Linked DNA regions of Zea mays: region 1 is linked to region 2. The links are chromatin contacts, called in public Hi-C maps. All regions are on one chromosome and are shown on one strand. The core of a region is the stretch at or near the end of the contact, and the rest is flanking DNA. Distances in the headings are between cores, read along the strand shown. Region 1 holds the start of LOC100276031. Region 2 holds the start of LOC100193926.

Region 1 (3,660 bases), core at 923-3,422, 140 kb after region 2:
TCAAACACAAAGTGTGGCAAAATAGAATACCATCAACAAAAGGAATCTTTGTGATTCTGATTCACTTAGTTTGCTAACACTGGAAATCTAAGCCAAAACTAATTGTTAAATACACTGGATATGACATGCTTAATGCATTTAACAGAACAACAATAACATCGTAAGGCAAGTAATAACCACATGTTTCCTCGAGTACGCAAGAGGGCTGCGTAAGGAAGGTAATAGCCATCATCAAAACTTCTTAAAAGTTTCAAACAAGAGCAAACCCATAACAAGTTAGTGGTCCCAAAAAAATGGCACAACTAGGTTTTCGTGTTCTCATAATTCTAGTACACTACACGAGCATAATATTCTTACTTGAGATGCAAATTCTTGTTTAACTCAGCAGACTCTTTTAGTATATTACTGATGAAAATTCAATGGAACTCGCCAGCAAAAAATGATGCATGACCAAATTACTAAAGAAAGGATAGACATCACCAACCTTTGCTATGACCAACAACAGCTGCTATATCATAACTTTTTTGACACAGATACAATACAACAGAATGCAAATCGTCAGCCTCCTTCCTGTAGTTGCCATACTCAAACTGGCCTTCACTTTCTCTGCATATAATTAAAAATAGATCACCCAAAGGAGGTTTATATAGAGTGCATTCATGTCAAATATAATGTGGCACTTTAAGAAATGGTACTGCAAAATCATATATCAAGCAACAGGAACTTAAACGACCACATACAAGAAAAAACCAACTGCTACATACTCTGATAATTTGCTAATGACATCTAACAGCTCATAGAATATATATGCAAGACTCGACATAACAAGCATGCAGGACCTCAACTCATCAAATAGCAATAACTACTATGCCAAAATTTTGGAAACAAACAAGATGATGTCACAATAACGATTTTTTTCTATAATTGCTTCAATAGCCTGGTTAATGTTGCTGGTGATTACACAGTTCTGGTGTTACCCATTTCCACTGAAATCGAAGCGGAAGACACTGATCCCTTCCTTTGTCAACGCTTCCGCCAGGTCAAGAATGAGGCTGTCATTCTGGAAATGAGCAATAAATTGCATGAGGCAGCCGTAAATATTTTAACAACATTAAAATGCCTGGAATTTCCCAAACAAAGTAATAGTTGGCTACTTGGCCTGCAATTAAGTGATATATAAATATCTTGAAGGCAACAGGGTACATTTACCTTGGTAGCTATAAAACCATGGCACAAGACCACAATCTTGTTTGAAGCGGTGTGATGCAGCAGCCCCACAAGCCTCTCACCATGCTTGTTTGTTATCACAACCCTTTCTTGGGAAACAGCTGTGCGGAGGTGGTTATGTTATTCAAAGTTCAGTTCAACAGAGTATACTCAACACTCGTGTACAATACATTGCGCCAAAATAGCACTGCAGCTTGAAGGAAACGTTCCTGTAGCTTCAAAACTATTCAGTTATATACCCCCACACTGTGCAGTTCCAAGCACATCCACATAGAACAACAACATCCACTTGAAGCCCCAACTCTGAACCTAGCAAGATTTACTCGGTGGGTAAGGCTGGCAAACGAGGCATCATGATTGAGCTAATGATGCGTCATAGCAGGTAAGCTTTCTTCTCCACATGGTACTAGGAGCTTTGTTCATTGGATCGGTGACTACTCACTAACAAGGTGCTGAGGTCCATCAGCATGCATTGATCTAACTACTGACGCTGAACAAAACTGTAATTTTCAAGCAACTTTCACAACAACAGTCTGCAATTACCAAGTACAGGCATACTAATCCCGGAAGGACACGGCCCACTTAAGTTATAGGGGATTTTTAGGCTCCAGACTTTTGGAGTCCCAGAATCTAAATTTCTCGCCCAAAAACATGGAAAAAGGGGGTGCCGTACGGTCAATCGATGGCGTAAGGCGCAGGGTTCTTACGGGGACTGAAGGGGTCGTTGCCGTTGGTCTGTGCCATCACAGGGGCTGGCCTGCGTCTGCCTCGGGGTTGGGGATTTGCACGGTGAGACCAGAGGAGGGCTCCGGCGCCGATAGTAGCAGGAGGTGGAGGAGGGGTTCGTGACGTTCGTCGCTCGTGAGGACGAAGGGGAGGGGAGAGAATCGACGGCGAGGCTGTGGCGGCTCTGAGCCGGACGATGACAGGCGCGCACGAAAGAAAGTTATTTTCGCCAATGGCTCCGCTTTTTCTGTGCACCTCATTTATCTCTACCAATAACACGACAACAAAAACAACGTTCTCTATATTTCATCCTCTATACGCTAAACAAATAGATTAGATGGTCAATATTAGAGCACCTCCAACAGGCTCGGTAACTTGATTAGACTCGATAAAAAATTTAAAAATTCCGTTGAATACGCATCCAAGAGACTAGCTGTCTTCCACTCCTCGCCATCTTGATCGATATCTTCTCCGCCTCGCTAGGCATTTTTGCCGAGGCATACGGCTCGCCATCTACCTCCCATTGTGCCCTCCAGCCGAGCCGCCCGTAGTGGACAGTTGTCGTTCCCACGCTTCCTCTAGCTCTCCCGCCCACCACTGTCGACTTGCTCGTGGCAACGGCCTTCAGTTTATCGGCGTTCGAGTCTTGACTGAACAGGCGAGCGGCTGGCCATCTCGGTCATGTCGATGATCTACAGATCGCTGTTGTCGTCAACTCGCATACCTCAAGACCGGGCGCGGTCACTCGCACTCGTGAGGGAAGGCTGATTGCTGGCAAATGCGGTTACTGGATGCCCTGCGAGGAAGGGAAAGATATGATGCAGTCTTTGTTTGTTCAGCCACCAGAGTTGAGAATTCAAGCGCCGGGAAAAAAGCACCAAAAATGTTGGATAGTTTTTGTTTTAGCTAGTCTATTGGATACATCCACCTAGGTTGAACTCTTCTATCTTTTTTACAGCCTTCAATACTTCAAATTTAGCTAGAATTTATATCTAGTCTGTTGGAGTTGCTCTTAGCCATTTCTAGCATTTTACAGTCATTTATTACTAAGAACGTCCTCTATATTTCATACTCAATTTTCTCCGGCATTTTACAGTCATTTGCTACTACACCCATTGCATTAAGTTTTTTTGTGTCATTATCGAATACAAAGAGGACTTTAATAACTTTAATTTAGAAAAACTTCACTCGTCCGCCGCAACAGGAATAGTTAAAAAAACTCTATATACACTTGTTGCATCAAAAATAATCATGCCACTTTGAAAAATTTAGAATGTAAATAGGTCATATTTTATTGTATAATAAAATCTTAGAGAAAACTCAACTCTACAAATAGATCACTTACATTAAATTAGATTGTGTGTCTCTTTTATGTGCGGCCTTAAGACGGCGATACCAAGATTTCAAACATTTTTATTTATCTAATGACCGCAATGTACTATAAATAAATAAGAAATCAAATATTTTATTGATAACCTTAATACTGTTTATATCTTCTTATAAGTGAAGAAATAGCTTGATTAACAATAAGAATAACGATCTATTTCAACGTTCTCATAATTCTAGACCATGCTTTAATCAATATATATTGGGCCCTAGGAATTTTGTTGGGAACGTGTGTGGTCGTATAGTTGGGACTTGGGAGTTGGGACGGCCGTGAATATGGGTAATTTTATGGAAGACACGGTGACAGTTCTCTTCGCTCAT
Region 2 (3,141 bases), core at 544-3,043:
GCAGCTAGCCGTTGGCCAGCTAGCACATCGGACTGTCCGACTCTCCGCGCGTACGGTCCAGTGAATTATAGTTGTCGTGGACTAAAATTCTCGAGAGCAGTTAGTTGGCCGGACCGTGCACCGGATTGTCCAGTGCACACCGGACTGTCCGGTGGGTGGCACCGCACCGTCCGGTGCTGCGCAGTCCAGCCCAAAGTCTCCTTTTTCAATCTTATTCCTTTTTATCCTTTTGATTTAACTTCATAAAATCCCTAACACTTAGACAAATATGATTAGTACACAAAACAATTGACTAAGTGTCCAGAGCTTACCTTTTTCACTTGGTCCCATATAGATTTGTATCGTGTCCTCTTCCAAGCTCAATTTGCTTCATGTACCTTTGCTCATTTATCATGTTAGACTAAACATAATGTGTTGAGCATCTAATCACCAAAACAATATAGAAATAGACCAAGGACATATTTCCCTTTCAGTTGCATCCTCAGAGCCTCAGTCCAATCCTCTTCGCATCCTGTGGACTATAAACATAAACACTACACACATTAGTCCACATGCTATGTTGATCATCAAACATCAAAATCAATTAGTCAAATGGGTCGAGGTCCATTTTCCTTACAGGAACAACGAGATGGACTTTTCTCAATTTAGTCTATGTACTTTATTTTAATTAATAACCCCGCTCGAAATCATGACATTTTGCTTTGGAAATTAAACTCCTGCTCGATTTTTTTAAAAAAATTGTGGTATTTAGTGAGGGGAGTAACTCTCACTAAAGTTAGCCTAGCGAAACGAAGGTGGGAGGGAAGTTTGAAGTGTACTTTTTAATCATAATGGGCGTGTTCGACACCTTTTCTTTGATTATTACCTTTTACATGGGCTTGGGAATCAAAAAAGGAATTACACATTAAAAAAACTTTTAATTAGAGTTGCGGCAATGTTTTGGTCCATTTGGTTCTGCCACGGTGATGTGGTTTTTAATCATAAATTAATCTCGTCGGTTCTGTAGGTTATTTTCAGGGGAACGCATTGAATTCAGTTTCGAAGACTGATGTAGAAGGACACCAAGAAGCCCTCAATATATACTAATCCTGAGGGGTGGTAGCCATGAATATCTTCACAAACCATGGATGACGATCCAATGTTAGAATTGTTGTTGTTTAATTTGTTTATGGATCCAAATTGTGAATGCTTTATCTCTCCTTAGTTGTTTGTGAAGTTCTAATTTTTATTTTGTTAAGAGCATCTTAAAGAGACTAGCCAAATAGTTCGTCAAGCTAAATTTTAGCTACTCAACAACAAAATAACTCTATAATAGACTAGCCATATAACTCGTCAAGTTATCCGACTCTCCAAATTAGCTCCCTCACTAGCCAAACATGGCTAGCCACTCTGACTAGACAAACTAGATAGATAGTCTATCATAATGAGATGCTACATATAAAGTGTAATTTTTATGAAAAGGTAAATATAGAGTTAAATATAGAGCTAAAAATAAAGAGTTTTTTGAAGATACTATAAGGTTCGTTCCATTTTTTCAAGCGAAATTAGTTCACTTTCTCTTAAAAATAGAAATCCCTTTAAAAAATATAGTTCCCAGACTAGCCTAAAAATTATAGGTCTATAAGGTTTTTTTTTTGCCATCGAGCTTTATATTCCTGCAAAAGGATTATCGAATATTGAAATGAAACTCGCGACAGACAGGTCGTCCTCTGCTCCGTGGACCCTATTCCTGCGATTATCTGGTTGCTCACATGGACGGTGATCCGTGATCCCCGGTGACCAAGGGTGTTGAATCCTCATGCAGGCAGAGGCAGAAACACTGCCCGAGGCTGATGCCTGATGGTGCGATCCCGTTCCCTGTCGCCATCGAGTTCGTTTTTTCGTTGCTTGACAGCCTTAAAGCGGCGCACGAATGCCACGAGCCACTGAGGCGGCTTCCCAGTTCACTCCAGGCCCAGGGCGCCCGGTCGCCATGAACTCCCGCTCCTCCTCCGGCGGCGTGGTAGGTGCCAGGTGGCTGCAATGTCCACCCTTCTCCCGGCGAGTATCCCCAGCGGGTTCTTGGTAGATCTCTCCTCTTCTCTGGATTCATCTCATGGTTCCTCGTCTGTTTTCTTCCCTGGCAGCGGTCCGAGAGCTCGCTGTCGTTGGGGGAGCGCCTCTGCGCGGTCTTCTTCCCCGTCATCGCCATCGCCGAGGCCGTTTTCTTCGCCTTCACCGACTGCCTCGCGGACCTCTGCACCGACTCCGGCTCCTCGCACTCGCGCCGCTTCGGCGCGGGCGCGTCCTCCTCCGCCGCCAGGAACAGTCGGAGCAACCATTGCCAGCCCCACCACAGACCTTTCCTACGCCGCGCCACTGCGGGTGGATGGACCTCCCCCAACCTCCGCCAGCTCGCACGCCTCGCCGACGAGTCCCGATGCTGTAAAAAAAATCGATCCAAGCCTACTCCACCTTTTGCTCTTCCTTGGTTTCTCCGCCTCCATCTCGCAATGCCGTTTCATCTGACTCTGTTTCGATTGAACTGAATTGGACTAAATGAAGTCTCGGTGAACGAGGTGGAGGCGCTCTTTGAGCTCTACAAGAAGATCAGCTGCTCCATCATCGACGACGGCCTCATCCACAAGGTGCATCCAACAAAATCCCTCTTCGATTCCCTGTATCTACCGTCCATATTCTTGTCATTCATGACGTGATTTGGGGTTAATTTGAACATCTATTTCTTTGAGTGAAGTATTTCTTGCTGTACTTGGAAGATGCGATTTTTTTTGTTTTTTTAGCCTGCGGACAATTGCCTCCTTGGCTTTAAATATGGAAGAAATAGTTACATAAGACCTGGGATAGTGACACTCTGTCATCCCCGCATGATTGACGAGTATATTAGGCCATTGAGGGCGACGTGCAATTTAGTACACAAATCCATCTTTAATTTTGCAGGGCATGCAGTGGATTGGATTATTTTCTGAGGGCTGGATTGGTTAAGACAATGTAATATTCTTCTTTTTGAGTTGATTGGAGACCGTCATGTGACAAGCACACATGACAAAATTTTAAAAGTTTGTTTGACAGCCCATTAAGATTGCTCGCCTGAATTTTCCCATATTCCGTGTGCCATTATATCCTAGGATAACACCTGCATCT

Evidence for each region. Hi-C and Micro-C count contacts between places; a contact is called where the count stands out from the background.
Region 1: a Hi-C map of leaf shows a contact between it and region 2, with 4 times the contacts expected there. The contact joins the promoter of LOC100276031 here to the promoter of LOC100193926 in region 2. A contact is called at or near these places in 3 of 25 Hi-C or Micro-C datasets (ear, endosperm and leaf).

The regions. Positions count from the first base shown.
Region 1 is chr3:226,226,069-226,229,728 of Zm-B73-REFERENCE-NAM-5.0, forward strand. It overlaps LOC100276031, which reads right to left and starts at 2,173. Exons shown (of 8, transcript NM_001149921.2): 1 at 1,935-2,173; 2 at 1,210-1,328; 3 at 978-1,060; 4 at 485-606. The coding sequence starts at 1,971.
Region 2 is chr3:226,082,251-226,085,391 of Zm-B73-REFERENCE-NAM-5.0, forward strand. It overlaps LOC100193926, which reads left to right and starts at 1,794. Exons shown (of 9, transcript NM_001138998.1): 1 at 1,794-2,002; 2 at 2,127-2,424; 3 at 2,545-2,627. The coding sequence starts at 1,913.